Regions from separate parts of the Mus musculus genome. Here region 1 is linked to region 2. A link is a contact called in public HiChIP or PLAC-seq data. All regions are on one chromosome and are shown on one strand. Each heading gives the region's core, a stretch centred on a gene start, on an enhancer-like site or on the middle of the called end of the contact. The rest is flanking DNA. Distances are from core to core; before and after follow the strand shown. Region 1 overlaps Rere (arginine glutamic acid dipeptide (RE) repeats). Region 2 has its middle 12 kb from the start of H6pd.

The links. HiChIP or PLAC-seq counts read pairs in DNA pulled down with a chosen protein or histone mark.
Region 1: a contact with region 2 is called in an H3K27ac HiChIP or PLAC-seq map of microglia, with 5 times the contacts expected there. The contact joins two enhancer-like sites. A contact is called at or near these places in 2 of 115 datasets of contacts at active chromatin or transcription factors (microglia and pancreatic cancer cells).

Annotation. Positions count from the first base shown.
Region 1 is chr4:150,470,839-150,475,180 of GRCm38.p6, forward strand. All of the region lies in intron 6 of Rere (arginine glutamic acid dipeptide (RE) repeats), which reads left to right. Among named protein-coding and RNA genes, the nearest start is that of Gm52709, 5.6 kb to the left of the region's middle. Within about 2 kb of position 2,528, at least 89 of the 459 cell types and tissues checked have an H3K27ac peak or open chromatin away from gene starts, as enhancers often do. A contact at or near this core is called in microglia, where this site is marked.
Region 2 is chr4:150,013,628-150,017,804 of GRCm38.p6, forward strand. No RefSeq gene overlaps it. Among named protein-coding and RNA genes, the nearest start is that of H6pd, 12 kb to the left of the region's middle. Within about 2 kb of position 1,979, at least 26 of the 459 cell types and tissues checked have an H3K27ac peak or open chromatin away from gene starts, as enhancers often do. A contact at or near this core is called in microglia, where this site is marked.

The DNA.
Region 1 (4,342 bases), core at 1,278-3,777, 460 kb after region 2:
AGTGGGTGTGCCCTTCTGTTCTGTCCTGTATGCTCCAGAGCAGAGCAGGATCCGTCCCCTTGTACATGCTGTGTCTATATGTCTGGCTGGTCTGGGGCCTCTTACATGACATAAGTCTAGTAGCTGTGTGTTTGGGTTTTATTGTTGTGAGAGGCACCATGATTAAAGCAACATTTAATTGGGGCTGACTTACAGTTTATCATGGTAGGAAGCATGATAGCATGCAGGCAGACATGGTGCTTGAGAGAGCCGAGAGTTCTACATCTTGATCTGAAGGCAGCAGAAAGAGGGCTATGTATCACACTGGACGTAGTTTGAGCATATATAAGACCTCAAAGCCAACTTCCCCAATAACACACTTCCTCCAACAAGGCTAACCTGTGTATAGTGCCACTCCCTCTGGGCCAAATGTTCAAAGACATGAGGCTGTTGGAACCAAACCTATTCAAATCTCCACAGTAGCCAACATCACAACAACAAAACTCCTATTTCTTCCTTCCTTCCTCCCTTTTGTTTCTTTTTTTCATTCACTCGACAGAATTTGAGTTCAATAAAAGCCATTGAAACTTGCTGGCTTTAGCTGAGATGCCTTTGTCCCTGGCGTGGTGCTCACCTGTCACATGTTCAGTGATAGAGCCAGCGGTCTCCTTTGCAAAGCTGTAGAGATAGATCCAGTTACTTTAGGAAATGAATTGTTTTATTTTAATTTCACTTCTCAGGAGTTTTCCACTTTTTTTTTTCTTTTTAACTATTTAAAGATGTAAAATTGAAGCCGGGCGTGGTGGCGCACTCCTTTAATCCCAGCACTTGGGAGGCAGAGGCAGGTGGATCTCTGAGTTTGAGGCCAGCCTGGTCTACAAAGTGAGTTCCAGGACAGCCAGGGCTTTAAAGAGAAACCCTGTCTCAAAAAACAACAACAAAAGAATGTAAAATTGGCCGGGCAGTCTTGATGCACGCTTCTGGGTCACTCTAGACTTGCATTGCTCCTTCTGGGTCACTCTAGGCTTGCAGTGCTCCTTCTGGGTCACTCTAGGCTTGCAGTGCTCCTTCTGAGTCACTCTAGGCTTGCAGTGCTCCTTCTGGGTCACTCTAGACTTGCAGTGCTCCTTCTGAGTCACTCTAGGCTTGCAGTGCTCCTTCTGGGTCACTCTAGGCTTGCAGTGCTCCTTCTGGGTCACTCTAGACTTCCAGTGCTCCTTCTGGGTCACTCTAGACTTGCAGTGCTCTTTCTGGGCATGAGAAGTCATTAGCCACTGCCCTGTCCCAGGTATCTGAGTAGAATCTTTACTGACTGTAAATCATACTGACTGTTTTAATCCTTTTGTTATATTAGCTTAGAGGTTGTACAAAGGGCTGGAGAGCTGGCTCAGCAGTTAAGAGTACTGACTGCTTTTCTAGAGGTCCTGAGTTCAATTCCCAGCAACCACATGGTGGCTCACAACCATCTGTAATGAGATCTGATGCTCTCTCTTGGTGTGTCTGAAGACAGCTACAGTGTACTCATATACATAAAATAAATACTTTTTAAAAAGAATTTTTAAAAAATGTTATAAAAATAGTAGTAGGTCTGGTACGAAACCTTCATCTCCATTTTTTTTCTTAAATGATTTATTTTTGAGATCGAATGTATCATCTCACATCCCTTTCCTTCCTCTAAGCCCTCCCATAAGACATTTTTCTACTCTCTTTTTTCAAATTCATGACCTTTTTTTCATTAGTTATTGTAACATAAAGATGCATGTTATAAATTCCTAAGTACGTAAGTACACCCTGTCCTGTCTGTATATTGTCACTTGTATGTATGTTTTCAGGGCTGACCATTTGGTATTGGATAGCCACAGAGAAGTGTAGTTCTAGCCTCTCATTGAGGAAAATTCTCCAGTTTCCTTTTATTTGGCCTAAATGACACATTTCTCGGTGACCTGGTGACTGGATGACAAGTGCTCACTGTGTTGCTCTGTGGTCTGGCCTCGTAAATCTTGTTGAAACCCTGGCGTTTGCCAGCATCTGATGCCCAGTGTGTGGCTCTAATCTCATTCTCTGCAGTGGTATCTCGGCAAGGAAAGTTTTGGGGTGTTTCTGTGGTTACCGTCCATCAAACAGGATGTGGCAGAACCCTATTAGTCTTCATTTATTCCTTTGTCTTCTCCAGAGTTTGGGTCCTTTAGCTTAAACTTCTGATGAGTGAGACGTGATGGTTGAGGCTTCAGTGTGTTCTCTCCGTTCCTCTTTTTATAGCTTTCCCACAGGGAAGGGCACTTCCTTTTTTCTCAATGTAAACCAGTGCTGTTACTATAGATAAGTTCAATTTTGAAGGGGACACAAATAAAACAGTTCATGGGCACATGAAAGGGGATCAAATGAGTATAATGGAGAAAACTAGAGGACAAAAAAGGAAAAAGCGAAAGGCTCATGGTGTTGGCTCTCAGTGCCATTCTTTCAAAGATCAAAGGACTCCGGTACATGGAGTCCTGCCGTGTGCAGCCATTGACTGGGCTCTGCCATCCCATTCACTGGTGAGGAAGCTGATGTCTATATTTTTCTTTCAAGCTGGTGCTAGAGTTGGGTTATAAAAGAGAAGGAGAGCTTTGTCCTTTAGTCACTGTGAATCAAAAGAAAAACAGAATTCCTCTGTGGGTTTTGCTTTGTAAATTGTGACATCTTAGCTTTTCCTTACCCAAAAGAAATTCGTCCTCAGTCTGGGCTATATTGAGCAGTGTGTGCTGAGCAATGCAACTGCTCTGTGGCCTGCTTTGGGCCCTTGGCTTTAGCCACCCCTATCTTTACCTTTCTGGTAAATTTCAAGTAGGTGCCTGTTTCCTTAGTTCATGACCCCCACTCACCGCTGCCATCACAGAAGCCAGCATTTGATTGGGGTTATGCTGTTGCCTAGGTAGCATTTTTGGTTGACATTGTGACATAACAGTGGAAAGTGCCAGATTCAAACAAGATGACTTCAGCTGAATCCTGCTTTGACATAGCTTTGTGACAGAATCAAATTTGCTGATTTTTGAGTCATCCTTTTGACACTTACTCTGGGTCATGTGACCTAGCAGCGGCATCATAACTTGAACACATATCTTTTGGCCTAATGTCCACTCCAGCAGACATGTGGAAAGCACTCACAGAGGTCTCATATAGGTCGCCTTACTAATTTATGTTCTTTTTCAGTTACTGAATTTCAATAAGGTCTATAAAAATTAGTGTTCAAGAAAGGAAATCTTATAATACAGTTATTTGTGGTACTGATGATAATCATCCATGGATTTTGTTTCTTGTCACCCAGTAGGTGGCTTGATTGGATATTCTTTGGTACAGGGAGCTAAACTTAGCCCTAGGAGCTGTCGGCAAAGCTCCAGGCATGCATGAGCCCACATGCTCGACTGTCTCTTGCTGTTGGCTCGTGTTGCTTTCCCCTTTAGGATGACGCTCTGTCGGTGATGTGTGGAGTAGCTGCTCTCTGACTGAGACTTGTGACTGGGAGAGTGTGCTATGATAGTGCCCTGACGGGAGGACAGTATGGGAGGTCACAGGTTGCCCTTGACTTGATGGCTGGGTTTCAGCTTACTCACTCTCTGCCTCATATTTCTAGTAGTTACAAGGGGGAAAAACCATAGTAAGGTAGTTCAGGCTGCAGGTTACCGTCTTACCTAGGGAGTCATATTTTAGAAAGGTGGCTTAGGGTAGAATTTCTAAAGTTCATGGCCCTTGACCAAATTATTCAGAGCTTCTGATTTTCATTATGTTCAACCTGCATTAATTTACCTCCTTGTTTTGCTGTGAGCAGCTGCCATATTTATGGTAAAAAAAAAAAATTCATTACCTCTGCAGAGAATCCCTTAAGAAGCTTTATGTTTCGCAGAGTTCTGTCTCTTTCAGCTTAAGCTTCACTGTTTTGGACTTGAACATTCTTACTGTTTTGTCCACATGCGTCAGTGTGCGTTGGACAGCAGGTCTTGCTCTTGTCTTTGTCCACACAATGTTTAGCACCTTTTTGCCCTGCTAGCAGTTAAGGTCTCTTCATTCTAGGTTTTACTGTGGGTTCCAATGTTGCTTTTCCATGAGAGCCTTGTGGTAGCCTCTTTACTTCTCTGAAAAGATGCTGACATGGGCCATATGACTGCAGTGAGTGTGTTAATCAGCTGATGGAGGACGGCCGTGCTTGGAGACTTTCCGGTCCGCAGTCTGCTTTCTGTTTATCTTCTGGTGACTGCTGTGCTCACTGGGCGGGAATTGTGTCCCGCACGGCTTTCATTAGTTGTTTCCTAAGCGCTGATCTTAAGCTTGTCGACTTGGAACTCTGGGTAATAGTGCACAACCTTTTTCTGTATTTTTGTCACTT
Region 2 (4,177 bases), core at 729-3,228:
GGGCGGGGTGTATGTGAGGTGAAGCCAGAGTCTTTGCATCCCCAGAGCTAGAGTTCTAGAGTTCTAGGTTGTTGTGAGTCAGCTGGTGTAGATGCCAGGAGAGGAACTCGGGTCCTCTGGAAGCGCAGTCCTGAACAGCTGAGCCATCTCTCTAGCCTGAGTTCCCCATGTATTCTAAATACAAATACAAATTCCTTCCCACGTTAAGTTGCTTGCTCTTTTTGTTCATTTGTTTTGACATGGGACGTCTTGGTTCACTTTCCACTGCTACGCTAAAGACCCAAAGCAGCTTTGGGAGGAAAAAGTTTATTTCAGCTTACATTTTACATGCCATGACTCAGGGAAGTTCTGGAAGCAGGAACTGAATCCGAAACCAGGAAGGAAAAAGTCTCACTGGCCCGCTCCCCATGGCTTGTTCAGCTGCTTTTTTATACATCCCAGGACCTGCCCAGAGATGGTACCAACTGCAATGAGCTGGACCCTCCCATAAGGATCATTAATCAAGAAAATGACCCACAAACTTGCCTGCAGGCCAGCCTGATAGAAGCATTTTTTTACAATTGAGGTTCCCTCTTTCCAAATGACTCTAGCTTGTAGCAAGTTGACAAAAGAACACCATCAACAACATCAAAAACAATAATAACATCAACAACATCAACAACAACAACAACAATAATAACATAAACATCAACAACAATAATAACATCAACAGCAAAAACAGCAACAACAATAGTAACAATAGCAGCGAAAACAACAACAACAACAACAACAAAAACTACTACTACTACTACTACTACTACTACTACTACTACTACTACCACCAGCACACAGGGCCTCAAGTAGGCCAGGCTGGCCCCAATTTCACTATGTAGCTGAGGATGACCTTGAATGTCTCCTCCTCCTGCCTCCTGGGATACTAGGATATAGGTGTGCACCATCAGGCCTGGTTCATGCAAACTGGAGGAAGATTGACGTCAGAGCCTGTGTGTGCTAGACTAGCACTATTCCACCTGAGCTACCTCCCCACCCCCAACTCCCCAGAGCTGATTGCAAATGTTCTTCATTTTATTAGCGATCTCTTCACCTTCCTGATGGTGTCCTTTAAGACATAAAAGTTTTTCATTCTGATGATGTCCGGTTTATCTATTTTTACTTTTGCTGTCTTTGTTCTTAGTGTCCTAGCTAAGAAGGCTTTACTTAGCCCAACCCAATGTCATAAAGATTTTTTTTTCTTTGTGTGGTACTGAGGCTGAAGTCCAGGTCCTTATGTACACAAGGCAAGTGCTCTACCACAGATCCACACCACTGAGCCACACCACAGTCCTGCCAGGGAAATGTGTGCTTTGCATCCCATCTTGCATGGACGTCAACCTTTAGGTTCCTGTTTGAGATGTTTGCTGGTTTTGTCTTTTGCATTCCTGAGGATAAAACCCAGGCCCCTGAGCATAAGACAAACCCTATCTATATCCCTAGCCCGACTTAAGTTTCAGATCACTTTTAGTTAATTTCCTTGGTGGCACGTAGACATCTGCCTGTTTTGGGACGCACATGGTACACCTTTGAAACATTTGCTCACAGACACACAACACTGACATGACTGAAACGCCTGCCCCATCCAGTGAGACCTACCTGGGATAGCAATGCCTAGCAAATAAAAGACCCTCAAGACAATGGTCCACAGAATGTGGGTGAGCTGAGGAGTCAGAGCTTCCAAGCCTGGGAGGTAGGGGAGGGAAGAGGGCTTCACTCTGCCCACAACTAAGGTGACTAAGGGGGTGTCTGAAGAGTGCTCTGATAATACCCTTGGGCAGAAGAGGGTACACTAGCCACTTGGCTCCTGTCTGAGTCAGATGGAGGGAAACAGAGACCCAAAATTGGTTTGGGGTTTCCCTAGGAGTGGGGAGCAGAGGGAAGAGAGAGATCAGGAGCAGCTAGCCTGGGCGTGAGCCAGGGCAGGGACCTTGAATAAGAAAAGAGAAGCACTTGTCCTCCTGGGTGCCATCCGGTGCCTGGAGCTTCAAGAGAGGAAGCAGGGCGAGCTCTTAACAGATACAACAAAAAAGATAAAAGTGCTGGCAGCTGCCCCTGCCATCCCTGCACCAGCAAGCGCTACATTGTAGCCTTTGGGCTAAGAGAACACACAGCCCGGCTATGGCCAAGCGGCTGGCAAGCCTGGGGTCTTGAGGGAAGGACGAGGCATCCTTGTAGGAGAAATGTGATGGTCAGCAGGACCTCACAAGACACTGGCTCCTCCAGGAAGCAAGCTCCCTCTGCCTCTCCCCAGCCTGCCACTGCAGTGGCCTGGTCTGGGGGCCAAGAGTTGGGAAGCCTCTGGTGAGCCAGCAGTTCCCAAGTGGCTGCAGGGTCAAGGGGGGGGGGGGACGGACGACAACGACACAGGTCTACTCTCAAAGGCTCCTTGCGTTCCTCTTGTAGTGGAAATGAAGGTAAGACACCCCTCATCCATTCAGCCAGCAGCACCTGCCAGGTGCTTCCAGGCTCAGGGGCACAGCCAAGGGCTGTTCTCAGGCAGCCTCTAGTCTATTCTCTATCTGCATAGGGGACAGACAGAAATCAAATAGGGACTCAGAGTGTAGCCAATTCCAGGAAAGGAGAGAAGAGCTGAGTGATGGGTTGAATCTCCCTGCGTCTTAGAGATGGGATCTTCTGGAGGTGACATTGGACAGTGGATGGAGGGACAGAGACTGGCACACAAAAGCTGGAGGAAAATGTCCCAGGGACAAAGGTCCAAGGTACCTCCGAAGAGCTGAAAGGCACCAGCACCATCTGGTTCCAGAGCAGTGGCTTCCTGGGGACAGGTTCCCTGGGGCACACACAGGACCTGGGACTGATTCCCATTGCCAATAGAAGGCTCTGTGGGATGTTAAATAAGAATGGCAAATGGTTATCATCTTAAAAGTCTTCTGTGTCTGGGTGTGGTCTAGCTCCTTTCCACACAGAAGTCCTGACTTGGAGGGAGAGAGAGAGCTCGGAGGATGCCGAGTTTGAGGCCAGCCTGGGCTACCTAGTGAGTCTAATGTGAACCTGGGTTACAGAGCTCAGGCTCTGTCGCAAAATAAGTAAATAGTTAAGGGATGGGGATGGAACTCGGTTGGTAGGGTGCTGGCCCAACATGCAGGAAGCCCTGCGTTTGATATCAGTGTCACATATACCGGGTGTGGTGGCACATTCCTATGATGCCAACACTGAGGAGGTAGCTTCAGGAAGATCAGAAGTTCAGTGTCATCTTTAGCTACCTGGGTTCATCCCGAGCTGCGTGGGACCCTGTCTCACAAATAAAGAAAGAGGATGCAAGCTATTTTAGGCTTTTGGATTACAGATAAGAGTGTTGGGTAGAGCTCTTAGTAGGGCCATTCAGGCTATCATCATCATCATGGTACATCCCACACATCACGTGCGCACAGCATCATGGTACATTGAAAGTTCGGGCTGCAAGTGGTGGTGCACGCCTTTAATCCCAGCACTTGAAAAGGCAGAGACAGGTGGGTCTCTGAGAATGAGGTCAGCCTGGTCTGCAGAGGGAGTTCCAGGCCAGCCAAGACTACAAAGAGAGACTTCGTCTCTAACAAACAAACAAACAAACAAACAAACAAACAAACGTAAGTGTGAGGCTAGGAAAGAAGTTCTATAGTAGAGTACTTGCCTAGCATGCATGTACCTAGCATGCATGTACCTAGCATGTATGTACCTAGCATGTATGTACCTAGCATGTATGTACCTAGCATGCATGTACCTAGCATGTATGTACCTAGCATGCATGTACCTAGTAGGTATGTACCTAGCATACATGTACTTAGCATGTATGTACCTAGCATGTATGTACCTAATAGGTATGTACCTAGCATGCATGTATGTACCTAGATGCACCTAGCATGTATGTACCTAGCATGCATGTATCTAGCATGTATGTACCTAGTAGGCATGTACTTAGCATGCACGTACCTAGCATGCATGTACCTAGCATGTATGTACCTAGTAGGTATGTACTTAGCATGCATGTACCTAGCATGCATGTACCTAGCATGTATGTACCTAGCATGTGTGTACCTAACATGTATGAGGTTCTGGGTTTTGATTTCCAGCACTGAATAAGGAGATCACTGTGGGTTCTTAAAAGGAAAACAGATCCAGACCCAACTGACCTGGAGAGACGACT